Linked DNA regions of Dromaius novaehollandiae: region 1 is linked to region 2. The links are chromatin contacts, called in public Hi-C maps. All regions are on one chromosome and are shown on one strand. Each heading gives the region's core, a stretch centred on a gene start, on an enhancer-like site or on the middle of the called end of the contact. The rest is flanking DNA. Distances are from core to core; before and after follow the strand shown. Region 1 has its middle 240 kb from the start of PROS1. Region 2 has its middle 23 kb from the start of C1H3orf38.

Region 1 (6,603 bases), core at 341-2,840, 590 kb after region 2:
GACAAATTGTCGGTGAGCGAAACCCGATTTGAACCGCTGCGGTGCAGCTTCACCCCGTGGCACCCTATTAATGGGACATGTTAGTGTCAGACCGCTGGGTGAAATGGTAAATATTGTGGCGCGCATGGCCAAATTGTCTCCCTGACTGCAAATAGATTGTGAATAATTGGATAATGCTATAAAAGTGAAGAGGCTCTGCCTAACATAAGGCATGAATTATGCCTCTCTCCTCTGCTGCAGTTCAAACACTTCGAACTCCTTTTCCTTGCCATAATTGGACATAATCAGTAACACAGTCAGTGACTAAAGACTGTCTGGTATCAATTCCCAAGCCCAGGGACCACAAAATTTAATTTTTGAAAGAGTTAATCCTCTCTATTAGCTGATTAGTTCGGTTAATTTGTTGTGTCCCATGGTGACTGTAAAGTAAATAAGAAAGAGTACTTTGTTTCAGGTATCTTCCTACAGCTCTGTGTGTGTTATGGATATATAATCCATGCGTATGTGTATATCTACAAGCTTGCTGGATAGCTGAAGGTGTTGAGATACTGTAGTTTCCCCTGGCTTCGGTGGAAGCTGTTGGATCAGGATCTCTTAAGAAAAAAATTGTCAAAGGATATTTAGTCTGGTCCAAAAAGAACAACTTGTTCCAGGGAGTAGTACAGAAAGAGAAGTACGTGCGGCTTGAATTCCTCTCAGTCTCTCTTCCAGATACAGCCTGTCTATCTGACTTGCTGGTTAACGGGAATGCTTTGGGCAGGAACTATTTCCTAAAGGAATGCAGCCTTGCTCGTAAACGAATAATAAAATACAGCCACTACAAATCTAACACACTGCCTCCCCCCAGAGTGAAGTTTTCACATGAGTATGTCCCAGCTTGCTATCCCTGGATTGCAAAACGCACCTCGACTATGGTGGAGGCTAAAGTAGTTGTGTCACCCAGCACCACCAATACAGGGATCAGGTATACATTCTCTCTTGACTTAGTTCATTAGTTAAGGATTTCTGCAGTAACCCTCTTCTCTCACTGTCCGTGAAAGGTAATGTGTGTTACTGAAGGACAGTGTGTGCACTTCTGCTGTGTTTTGGGGAAGCCAAAAGTCCCAGAGAGTTTACACGGTTGCTTAAGCCTGTGGATGTGGGAGGAAGAGAAGCCCTGTCATCAAGGGCTTCCTTCACACAACTTGCTCGTGCCAGTGCAGTGTGGAGCACTTGTCAGTACTTTATTCAATGTGGAGTTTTCTAGTATGCAGTTGGACCAGTCTGCCAGAACTAGAAATGCAGCCTATAGGGGAGGTATTTGGGGTGTACGGAGGTGAAATACCCTCCTGCTTCCCAGTACCGTCAGGCAATCCGTGGGCCAGGGCTTCTGAGCTTGGACGGCAAAAGCCAAAAGCTATCAGAAGTGGATGCTCCTGCCATAACTTTGGATGCCCGCCTCCATCCTAGTAGGCACCAGCAACTTCCAGTGACTTCTTTATTAATCTTTCTGCTCGCGGAGAGGCTGAGGCAGTGTTTCCAGCGATGGCATTTGTCACTCTGACAGCTGCGGGGCAGCTGGCGATCGCGGCCCTGGTGCAGGCAGCGCTCGCAGGCAACAGCAGCTCCTAACAGCACAATGATTAAAGTGTCAAGTTACCGCTCTTTTGTATTATATGTAGACTGTAAAAGATTAACTCGGGGTGATTTATCTTCCCTTGGATTTGCTTGACAGTGAACGAGGCTGTAACCAATTTGCCTGGAGCGAGGGAGCTAAGAATAAACCCTGAAGGCTTGAAAGCAGAGGAGCATGGTGAGGGCGCTTTCCTGAGGCCACCACCTCAGCATTGTCCCTTGCTCCCATGCCTGGGGAACATGACTCTTGAAAATAGTAACTTCATGGTCACTTCTAACTATTGAACCTTCATGTCATAAAGCTTCAAATAACATTTTTCCATAAGGGCAACAGATCATGTACTCCTGCACCAAAAAGCCCCCTTGCCAGACCTGACTGTAATACTTAAATTCTCCCATGATTTTTTGCAACTTTGGTGCTGCCTGCAATTTTCACTGAAAATATGCTGAATGAAAACTGCCTGGCAAGATCACCCTCACACCTTCTTTTTTTGAACTAAAACTTACCTTTAATCCTACAAGGTGTAGAGGGTCCTGAAGTAGTCTTCCCTCTGGGCATTCAACAACACTGATTCCTTGAAGCACTGGAGAAACATCCTAGGCCCTGATGGTAACCAGACTGAGTGCATTTGCCTCCCATAAGCACCACCCACACATTCTCTACTCTACTCCCAGTTGTTAAGCAGAATATATGAAAGTGGCAGCTGAGTAGGGAAAAGCCACTGATTGGCAACAGACGTTAGCCAAAGGTCAGTGCTAATTACTCTGCCTCATTTGCATGAGGGGTTTTGAAAGATGGAGCCTAAAGTGTCTGTGGCATTTTCTGCCAACAAATTACTTGGCTGACAGGAGGATGTCGCCACTCATCAGGGCCAATGGACTGCAAGCTGGTACTTGTGCAATTAAGGAAGATAGAAATATTGCCGCAGAGAGTTAACTTTCTGGGAGTAATTACTGTAGGTGTCAACACAGGCTGATGCAAAAGAAGAGGATGTATTTACTATATACATGAATCAAGGTTATGAATGATTAGACAGCAGCTTAAGATAATCGCTTCTGTCTCTATCCCATCCATCCTTCTTCCTCTTTTTGCATGTTTTATTGCTGATTGTGACAATGCAGGAATGGACAGAGGGCAACATCTATGCTAATTAGTCTCCACTGATCAGACTCTGGCTGTTTCTTGTTTAATTGAACCTCGTGAGCTTGTGGAAGACTTAGATTTTCTTTTCCAGTCTTGCCATGTAGTTGTTCCTCTCCAGTTCTTGTAAAGGTGTTGCAGAGTGGAAGCTGAAACTTCTGGAACAGAAGCACAGGGGAGGTCTGGAGCAGTGAAAGGAAAAACTGATTTTTGGAAGTAATCTGAAGACAGGAGGTCTCTAATTAGACAGATGAGTGGTTTTGAATGCTCAGTTTCTGCATGTCAAATTTCCATTACTAGAATTTCAATTGCGCTTGGGAAAACAATCCATTTAGGAGCCTGCTGATTGCCTAAAGGTGGAGACCATCGAGGTGCTTTCTTCTATGTAAAGACTGACTTCAGACAAAAGCTTTTGTTCTGTAGCAACGGGATGCTTGGCTCCAGCAATTTAAATATTGCCAGAGAGATATTCTGGAGAGTGCCAGGTCTAGACTGTATCCATGTCACCTGTGTTGTATCTGTGACTGTGCAAACACTCCCTTGCCAATCCTTTGCCACTGAAGAGCTAGGTTTTCCCTTAGTGTGAATTGTGCAATCTCAATTATTTAAATCTCCTAACTTTTTTCTGAATAGTTCAAAGCAGAAAATAGCAGAAGTTTCTTGAATTTGTCAGTTCAGCTGAAATATATATTTTTTCAACTGTGTTCCAAGCTGTTCTTAATTACTGTTGAGTTGTATATCTAAATTAGGTTTATGGGATTCAAAGTAGCCTACCTAGATATTTATTAACTTATAGCTGTTTAGGCAGGGTCATGCATGAGAATCAAGTGTCCAAGTTCTGCTGTCACTGAATAACAGCTGAGTTTGAGTCTTTTATGCTCCTTTGAATGTCACCACCTTGGTGCTTGTCCCGTGCACATGAAATGCACATGAAGTATAAAATACACGTGTAACTAATTTGTACTTGGAAACCACACACTGAGCAAAGCAGTGGGGGTGCCTCATATAAATAAGAGCATGGGCTTATGCTTTGTGTAAGCACGGGGCAGGGCAAGGGGCACCCCTGGACCCTGGGTGGCCATGCTCTGCCCCATCTCCTTGCCAAAGAGGGTAGGAGAAATGCAGGTGTACTGCCTGCACCTTCGTGGTGACTTTTTCCTTTGAGTCGGTTGTCTGGTTGTTGAAATACCATGCATCAGCATAATATAATCTGGGCTCAAGTTTTTTGAGGTACTCTCCCAAGCTCTGCTATAAGCAAGGCTCAAATCTCATTTAAATGATCTTTCACTACCTGAATAAGCTCATGCTACTGAGGCGAGCGAGATGACTTGTCCCTCTCAGAGCCTTTTCTAGGTCTCTTGAGAGACCAGGCAGGTGTGCCCATGTAGACAGTATATCAAAAAGCTAGCCCAGCTTTTCCAGCTGTATCAGATGGATAAAATATATTTCTTTTCCCTGCAAGCCTTGCTTTGTTTGGTTTCATAAAATTTATGTTTAGCATTCTATTTTGCAGTGATGGCTGTCAGATACAGCCCATTTTAAATAATCAAACTTGCCCGACGTTAAGTTATAAGACAGTGTGATGAGGTGAATGGTTAGCTCAAGTCAAAAACTGTGAGGTGGCAGGGTACAGAGGACAAGAAGTGGGACAGAGGTTCAAGCATAAGTTTGGAGATGGGTCAAACACTTATCCAAGTTACATCCAAGTATACAGTTATCACCTCAATAGTTAAAAGATGAGTAAATAAGATCTAGAAAGAAAGATGGAAAGAAAAAGAGGAGGTAGAGGATAAATCCCCTGGGGTTCAATGAGTAGCAAGAGAAGCACTGAGTAAAACAAATGCTTCAAAGAGCACTGGGCCTACTAAGGCCACCTTGATAGAGATGAAGAACTTCTTTGCACCCAAAGTTCATGCAAAATTCTTGGCATTAACTGTGCTATGGCTTGTTAAAGACTTCCAAAATCCCTTGTTTACACTTTGATGTTTGGTGTTCTGATAAAAGAAAGGAGGGGAAAAAGTGGTTTACAGCGAATGATAATTTCCAGATGGAAAAACCTACCATTAATTTTTAACTCAACCACATGAAAAACATGTGAGATTTTATTTTAAGTCCCTTCATAAACTGAAAGGTGCTGCTGATGGCATGCTTATTTTCATATTTGATTAGGAAGCACACTAAAATCTGTACTAAAGAGCACGACTCTGCAGGGATAGCCATTCCTCTCGGCCTCATGCTATCATTTGTCACTTAGGGCTGTTAGATTAAAAGCAGCATGGCTGCGGCTTAGCTATCATCTACAGCCACTTAAAGGCCAGCAGTTTCAACTTTAAAACCTTTTACGTAACTGTGGGTTTTAGTAACACATCTTCATCCATGGCTGCTCAGCTTTTTATTTGCTCTGTACAAAGGGGATGTGAGAAAGTATCTTTATTGTGTGCCTTGAAAAGCTCTTAGCAAGAGGGACTGCTTGTTTTTCAGGGGGCTTGGGGGATTTTCTTTTTTTTTTTTTTCTTCCTTTTTAACATAACATTTTTGCTTTGGATGAGAAGCGGGCAATAGCAGTGTGGCAAGAGCCCAGGAAACGGTGATCACCGATGGGAACATGGTGAAGGAAACAGTCTTGCATGTCTATAGTACAACCACTTATATTCACTGTGAAATCTAGTGTCTTGCATGTTGTCTCATAAGTGAAGGTCACTTTCTTTCCTTTGCCTCTGCCTCTTTCAATGTGGTAGTACCTTTGATTTAACTGAATTAATACAGCGGGGGTGGTGGTGAGTGGCACAAAAAGCTCTTGGTAAACGGAGATCTTGAAGAAGCTCATACTGCCATTTAGCCCAGCTCCTCTTCCTTCATGCTGTGTAGGAAATCCCAGTTTATTCCTTATAGTAGTAGCACAGAGATAGCTGAGGGGGCTGATGGGTGTGAGTCTGTCTGCACAAAGCCCTGTGTGTGTAAGGGGGTTGGAGGGGGGCAGGTGGGCAGCAATCCAGCCAGATCAGATGGGTTACCTTTCCTGACATATCCCTATGTCTTTAGACTATCATGGCTCCAGCTGAACAACTGCACCAGCCTTTCCCAAGGGCAGCTATAACTACTCCCCTGTAGTGCTGTCAGCAGTGAATATTGACTATACAGGAGCCACAGTCGAGTTTTCTCTTGGAGTTTCCTTACCTAATTGGCTCCAGAGCAGAGCAAAACTCAATGGAAACATGAGTTTCCCAAAGGGGTTATCAACTCTTCCTTACCCTCCCTCCCTCTTAGGTTTCAGCAAGAGCCGGTAATGGCAAGGTGAGCACAGCTAACCCCTGTGCCGACTGAAGGGCAGCCAGTGTTGGATGGGTGGCGACGCTCATGCTGCTGAACCGTGAATTTTTCTGTGTGGGGCCTCTCTTCTACCCCTCTTGTGTCCAGCCCTGTGGAGAAAGCAGCAGTGTGCGCCACTTGCTTGCTAGATGCGTTGACCAAAGATGTGTGAACTGAGCAATTACCTAGCAGATGCTGATTAAATAATCAGCATTTTACCAGTAAGTAATCAACAGGAGAAAGTGTGTGGATTTTTTATTTATTTATTTTTCTCTCTCCATAAAACATCAGAATGAGGTAACCTGTCCCTGTTAACAAGCCCAGGATCGTGAGATGGAGTTAGCTAGCAACTCTTTTCTTTCCTTTTTTTGCCTACTTTAGTAATCTCTCTTCTTTCCTTTCCCAGCCCAGAGCTTTGCTGTCAGACTTTTAACTTCAGAGCGCAAGCAATAAGAAATAATGATCTTGTGTAGTTAGCAAGCCTGGGGTTTCTTTAGTGGGCAGAAGAGAGAATTCCTCAAAACTTGCTTTACTTTCAT
Region 2 (6,888 bases), core at 3,170-5,669:
CCCCACTATTCCCGAACAGTTATTCACACAGCTCCTTGTAGGACTTTTTTTCTCAGAGATGCTGATGCCTCTCTGCCAGCACTGACTCTCTGTTTCCTTGATGGGTGGGTTTGAAGTCATACAAAAATTCTGTTCTTTTCCTTCAGTGGCAGAAGTTATATATGTCTTCTGTGTACGCCCAGAGCAGGAAACTCATTCTGAAAAGTCTTTCTCAATAAAGGCAAGCTTTGTGGAGGAATGTGTTTTAAAAATACTTTTTGACTGTAATCGTTTAGTGAACTGGAGTTAATGTGATGCGGTCAGCAGAGGTAAGTTTATGTGTGTATAGCTGTAAACTTTTCCTGTATGGCCATATTCACCTAGCATCTAAAGGACAGCGGGATATGCATATAATGCCTTGATTCAGGGATGCATGGTCAGGAAAGCAATGTTGCAACTTTTCAGATAAAATCATTTTAGCATGAACTTGAAACACAGTGGCTTATCTTCAGACTCCAAGGCAGAGTGATGTAGATCTTTGCTTGGCTAGGAGGCTGGAGACTCAAGAGACTATGAATGGTTAAAATTCATCTTGATTCCTACCGTGTGTGTGTGTGTGTGTGTGTGTGTGTGTGTGTGTGTGTGTGTGTGTGTGCGCGCGCGCGCGCGCCTGTCCAAGAGAGAGAGACAGAGAGTGAACTGTTAATGGTGATCCCAGTCACCAGGCTTTGACATGCAAACAGAATAGTTGCTGCAGGGAGTCAGTCTTTATAAGCTGTTGTAGCAGAAGATGGTGAGTCAGTGGGCTGGAAGCACACACACACACACACACACACACACAAGCAAGCAATGTGTGCTTTCCTAGTAATGCTGTCATACAAAAGAAACCAATGCTTTGCTTTAAAGCAGGCTGTTTGGTCAAGGGGTTGATCACTCCAATTGTCTTGAAGGAAAGAAAGTGAAGAAAACAACATTTTAGCTCCAGTGGAACATGCTGAGTTAACTGTGGGCGGCCTGGGGCCCGGCTCCTGCTCTGAGAGCGAGAGGATCACTTCCTTGCTCTGAGCTCTGGGGACCAATATAAGCCAGGCACCCAAAAGAACTGGTGCTGCTGGTGAGTCCAGGTTTGTCCCCTTGTGACAAGCACTTCAGGAGAAAATGAAATAATGCAGGGAAGTATGCTGAACACAAGTGAGCTTGACTTTGAGAAGTCAGGGAAAAGAATAGCATGGACAAAACATATTCCAGGCGCCCTGCACTTCTTTCAGTGTAGGGGTTTTTTTTCATAGTTTGTAATTCATACATAAGCCAAGATTTGGAGCCCATGGCAACAAGTAGTTGTTGCTGGGTTTTTTTTGTTTTTTTTTTGTTTTTTTTTGTTTTTTTTGTTGTTTTTTGTTTTTTTGGTGTCAGGACTTCGAACACTCTACAGAGAGGCAGCTCAAACCTGGCCAAATCGTGCTGGCGCCTCTGGCTGGTTCTGTTAGCTCCAGCTGGAGGGTGGGAAACGCTTGAAGTGTTTTCCAAGAGAACAGAGAGATCTTTCAGGCAAAGCCCTGTCGGAAGAGCTGTGATTTAGGAGTGCTGAGCTAAAATGTTGTGTTCTATTTCAAATGGCAAAATCAAACCAGAGGAAGGTGGCAGCTTCCAGCTCCGCCAGTGCGAAGAAACAGAGAAGAAAAGCTCCTTCTTCTTCTTCTCCACCTCCAAGTAAAAATGGTATCAGAGAGGGCAAACCGTGATTGTTCTGTGGTCCAGCCTGCCTTCTTACTTGTGCAGATGGAAATTCAAATGTTTTGATTTGTCGTCAGACTGTAGACAGTAGACTCATTACCACAATTCTGTTATGATGTTAAAAAGTGGCTTTTGTTTTATGGAAAGCTTTTATACAAACCTCACTTGTCTGGAAAATGATGCTTTGGTAAAAATCAAACTGCAGTACAGTGCAAGTGACTGTTTATAATGTAGCTTTAACTCATTATGAAAAAGATAAGTGAATAAGATTGGGGTTATTAGTTGGCACTAAAACATATTTTATAGTTGGACACATTTCTTTTATATTGTCTGCCAGTAATGCAGATGACTGAATTCTGGTATGATCAAAGACCTCACTCAAAGTTTCTTCTTTTACAGTGTAAACACTCCTCAAATCTTCTTCCTTTGTCAGTAGTTAAGGGTGACAAAAGGGTATGAGGTTAGTTACTTCCCTGGAGACATTTGGCTTTCTGCTCCTTGAAGTTCATTGCAATGAATGTGGCTTCAATGACATGTGATTGAGTGTGATTCTTTGGGGCAAAGTAATGGAAGTAGAAGCAGAAACTGGAAGAAGGAGAGGAGGAAAAGAAGATGATGGAGAGTCAAGCATGAAAAAATAGCATCTTATAATCATCCTGAAATGTAGCAAGGTATCCGTGATTGTTGTACTGGTGGGCCAAAGTGATGTTTTTCTCAAATTGCACGGCTTCCAAAAGATGCTTGGAAAAATATTCAGAGGCAAAAATCAGAATTCTGGCCGACATTCAGCCATGTACTTATTCAAAGCCGAACTTCACAACAGCTGCAGTTATAATACTATTTTGCAGATCTAACACTTCAAGATGTGGAAAATAAAATTCAGGATGAATTTTAAGAATGTAAGAGAAATGACTAGTGTGGCAGATGTAGATTTAGGGTATTCTACACATTCTGAAGGATTTGTTTTTAATGTGAAGCATGTACCTTCACACTCTGTAACATGTGCTCTGATTCACTGACAGATTCATTTTACAAAGTCCCCCTGGAATATTGCCACTCATGCAGTCTATAAACAGACAGTCAAGGTTTGTGTCTGTCAGGAGTGTACTTCATTTTATTTACCGCATAGTCTTTTGTGGTGGTAAGAAAGGGAATTAATCAAAAGGAGCACTCAGTTCTCTCTCCCTCCTGCCTTCCCTTTATTTATTTATTTTTGAACTTAAAAGCTTTCTGAACTCTTTATTGTTCCCAGAGATCATTTTTTATTCCTTTTCCAAATATGAAAGCAGCTGATCTCAGCAGGTGAGGGGCAGGGCGATTAGCTGTTGAAGACAAAAGACAACTCGAGGTCATTCCTGTGAAGGAGGACTAAAGAGATAAGGATCCCTCCTGTGATTACCTTTACTGTTAGGGTGAAGGGAATATGTTACAAAGGAAAGAAAAGGGTGCGGAGTATCTTGTAATCTGTCAGCTGGGGGAGAAGGAAGGAGGTCGATCCCATGCTGAGCCGGGCTGGTTGCTGACTAAAATAGCATGGGGCTCTAGGGATGGTAATGGGGAAATTTGCCTTCATATATGTGACACATTATACGTGAGTGGGTTGTATGTAATTGTACATGTTTACCTTCTGTTTGGTACAGTTCATTAAGACACAAATCACTGTGTGTGATGTGTATATGGTAGTATTCTGCATGGGATACTTCAGGCATGCTAGCTTATAGGTAAGATAAAAAGCTACAGGCAAGAATATCTTAGTGCAAGCAGTAGGAGGTAACATGATAGCCTTGATTCAGGTGATTATTCCTGTCAAATTCAATTTATAATCCCTCTCGAGCTCAAAGTTGTTCTGTAAACATTCATAGTTTATAACCCCCAGGATGCAACAATATGGAGCAAACTAATGAAGTTCAATTCTAGGATAGGCCAAGTAAATTGCTTGCAGAAAGCTTTCAATAATCAGTTTTTCTCTACAGGAAGTACCTTGTCTCTTTTGGAATCCCTTTCTAGGAAAGGGCCTTTCAACTGCAATTTGCAGTGAAACAAGTGGGATGACAAAACTACAATGGAAGCATTAAGGTTAGCAAGAGAAATACCCCTTGCAGTAAGGTGTAATTCAGGGACCATTTTCAACAGATGGCAAGTTAGAAAAAGGAGCCCTCACCCTCAGTTCCTGGCTGCTGCTCATGGTTTACTGAAGTTTGTTGTAAAACCGCAGACTTGCTGTTCAGCTCAACAACAGTTAAGCTACACTTTGAGCTGTGAATTCAGAAATCAGACTGCCAGTATTTCCATAACCAGCGAAGAGATGAGAACTAGAGAGGGAGAGAGCAAGAGGGGCAGAGGGAGGGAAAGAGAGAAAGAGACACTGTGTGAAAAGAGCATGAAGTCAATGCACCAGAACTCTGCTCAAGTTTCATCTCGATGAAAAATGATTTCACTGAGTCATAAGTTTTCAGACAGGTTTATATGTCTCATTTCTGGTAGTGCCCCCAGCAATTGCACCAAATGCTAGAAAACATGGTAGGTAGATCCAAGCACAAGAAAGACTTTACATAACCCCCCCCCCCCCCAACCAAACAGCTATATCCCAGTCCTTTTTTTTCTTTCTTTTTCCTCTGTATTGCCAAATTCTCTTTCAAATGAAAGTATTAACTAGGCCTTTGGAGCTGTGAGCAATTCCTGCTGCGGGCACTGTGTGGGGCTATTGCTACACAATCGCAACCACGTTTGTGGAGCTGTGCTGGCAGCTAAGACCAGCTTTTTGATTGTCCCTGCCTGCAGATTTTCCTTTCAATTATAGTACTTCCTATCGTAAAATAATGGCTCCATTTTCTGGCTTACCCTAAGAAACATGTGGAACACAGTGTGACTATTATATTTTCTCTTTATTTGACATGGGCATTCTTGTGCCTTTAATATTACTGATAGCATGGTGTAATCCCCCTACATTTTCCATGTACAGTGTGATTCCCATTAAACCATGGCAGCAGTGTGACAAAACTCCACACCCTTCTTTGCATGTGAAAGTGACTGCATATGCCTCAAATTTTTCTCAGAGCCTTTTTAAAACTTGACAATATTTGAGTTCCTTTTCTGTAAATTCTCTTCAAATCTCTCTGCAACTGAGGAGGTGTTATTTGTGTTGTCTGGCTTCCTTGATGGCAGAACTGCCCTAAAGAGTTCTCTGTGTTTGTCCAGCTGTATGCATCTTTGGATCAACTTCTGAGGGGGCACCGATCACATCTGGACATGGGAAGGGTTGCCAGGCCCTCAGAACCCTTCAGGATTTAACCCTACTACTATTTGTGTGACTTAGAGGTGTCTGACAGAGCCAAGTCCTGAGGTGTGGGGTGAACTCAGCAGCGGAGCTTCAAATCAAGAAATCTAGAAGGCTTACAATGTCCTCTTCCCTTTTTGGTCCTATGGAAAAAAAATATATTGCAATTAATAGATGGAACAGTAAGTCTTATCTGCAATGCAATTATATTATCTGCCACCTATGTTTATTGGTTAAACTGACTTCTATCCTGTAAATAAGAAGATCAAGAAATGGTGATGAGTGTTTCAAATCCCCATGCAAGCTTTAAAACTGCTTCTGGCTGTGTTGCTTGACCCAGTTACGGCAGATAGCATTGGAAGGTGTTCATGGTGTCTTCTCCTCCTGCCCCCACTGCAGAGCCATCTGCTTATCAACTTATTGAGTCCACATCCACCATGCTTTCTGCCTGATTGTGTCAAAATGAGTCCTAACAAGTGGGGACAAATTTCTCAGACGTGCATGCATGGAGTGACAGCAACAGTCCATGAAGCAACATGCTGGCATCCTACTGCCCAGTGGAAGTTCAGCCAAGCAAACCATCTATGGTTTGGTCATTACCCAAGCCTGTCAATCCAGTTCTGTGCACTGCTCATTTGGGGGTCAGGTGAAGCCTGATGGGAGCTGATGAATGTATTTCCCTCCTCTCCTTCTTTGCTCAGAAAGAAAGCAGGAAGCAGTTGAGATCCTTTAGGGATGAATGGCTGAAAGAATAAGAATTACAGACCAAAACAAGGGAAAGAGGGAGGGGACAGTTTTGCCCCTGTGGTCTGAAGGCAAACTTAGGGACGAAGATTGCCAGGGGTGCAGCTGGGGGTTTACTTGAGGAACAAATATCAGATGTACTGAAAAGGCTGCAGCATGAGCTGATGCTCATGATTGTGGCATACTTTTAGCAAAAGTCAAGAGAGGATTTTTTTATAGAGCTGTCTGGAAGGAGCTTTGGGAAGCAAATGGACACCCTGCCTGCTATTGTGGGAATCCTCCTGTGCCCTGGGACAGAGGCCTTGGACCATCTGTGTGAGGACTTGCTTGACTCCATCACCTATTTCCTCTCCTACGGGAGGTTGTTGGCAAGATTCCAGCTTTGACTAACTGCTCAAGTTGAAAGAGTAACGGTACCAATACTGATCATTTCTAATATTCCTGCTGAAATCAGGGCTCTACAAAGCTGCTTTCTTTTGTGGTACTTACCCTGTGCAAGAATATTTGCAACTCAACAAGTCTCACTCTGGTCCGCTTCCTTCCAAGCCCAGTAACTCGTGACATACAGAAGGGCATCAAGTCTTGACTGAAGAAATTTAAGCAAAGTAAAACAGAACAAAAAATAAAATAACCCCAGCTTCATCTCCTAGCAGTTCATTTCAATGGGTAACTGTTAAGAATGTGTACCTTGCTTCTCATTTTAAATCACTTGGATTTAACTTCCAGCCACTGTCTGTGATTATACCTTTCCCTGCTAGTCTGAGTCACCCTTCACTACCTGGCATTTCCTCTCCATGAAGGCTCTTTATATACCATAAAGCAAAGTGATTGAGGACTATTTGAATTAGACATAAATTATTGGCTGAAGCCTCAGACTGAAGTTTGTTTTCTTTCATAAAGAAACAATGTTTGTGCTGTTGGCATTTCACATCTTACTGGAAAACCCTAGTCTCGCTCCTGCTGTGAAGATGACAAGCTTCAACCTGGGGCAAATCCATGGGAACAGCAATTCTGAGGGCAGAATGTTGCACTTTCACACTGGGAAAGCAGCATTTGCTGGGAGGAGTGAGGAGCTTTTACCTTGGCTCCAACCCACACGCTTTCTTCAGAATATTCCTTTCACATGGAAATGCTTGCCAAGTGAAGATTGCTAA

The links. A called contact is a pair of places that touch in the nucleus more often than the background predicts.
Region 1: a Hi-C map of brain shows a contact between it and region 2, with 4 times the contacts expected there. The contact joins two enhancer-like sites. A contact is called at or near these places in 2 of 4 Hi-C or Micro-C datasets (brain and ovary).

The regions. Positions count from the first base shown.
Region 1 is chr1:100,270,396-100,276,998 of bDroNov1.hap1, forward strand. No RefSeq gene overlaps it. Among named protein-coding and RNA genes, the nearest start is that of PROS1, 240 kb to the right of the region's middle. Within about 2 kb of position 1,591, at least 2 of the 2 cell types and tissues checked have open chromatin away from gene starts, as enhancers often do.
Region 2 is chr1:99,679,707-99,686,594 of bDroNov1.hap1, forward strand. No RefSeq gene overlaps it. Among named protein-coding and RNA genes, the nearest start is that of C1H3orf38, 23 kb to the left of the region's middle. Within about 2 kb of position 4,420, at least 2 of the 2 cell types and tissues checked have open chromatin away from gene starts, as enhancers often do.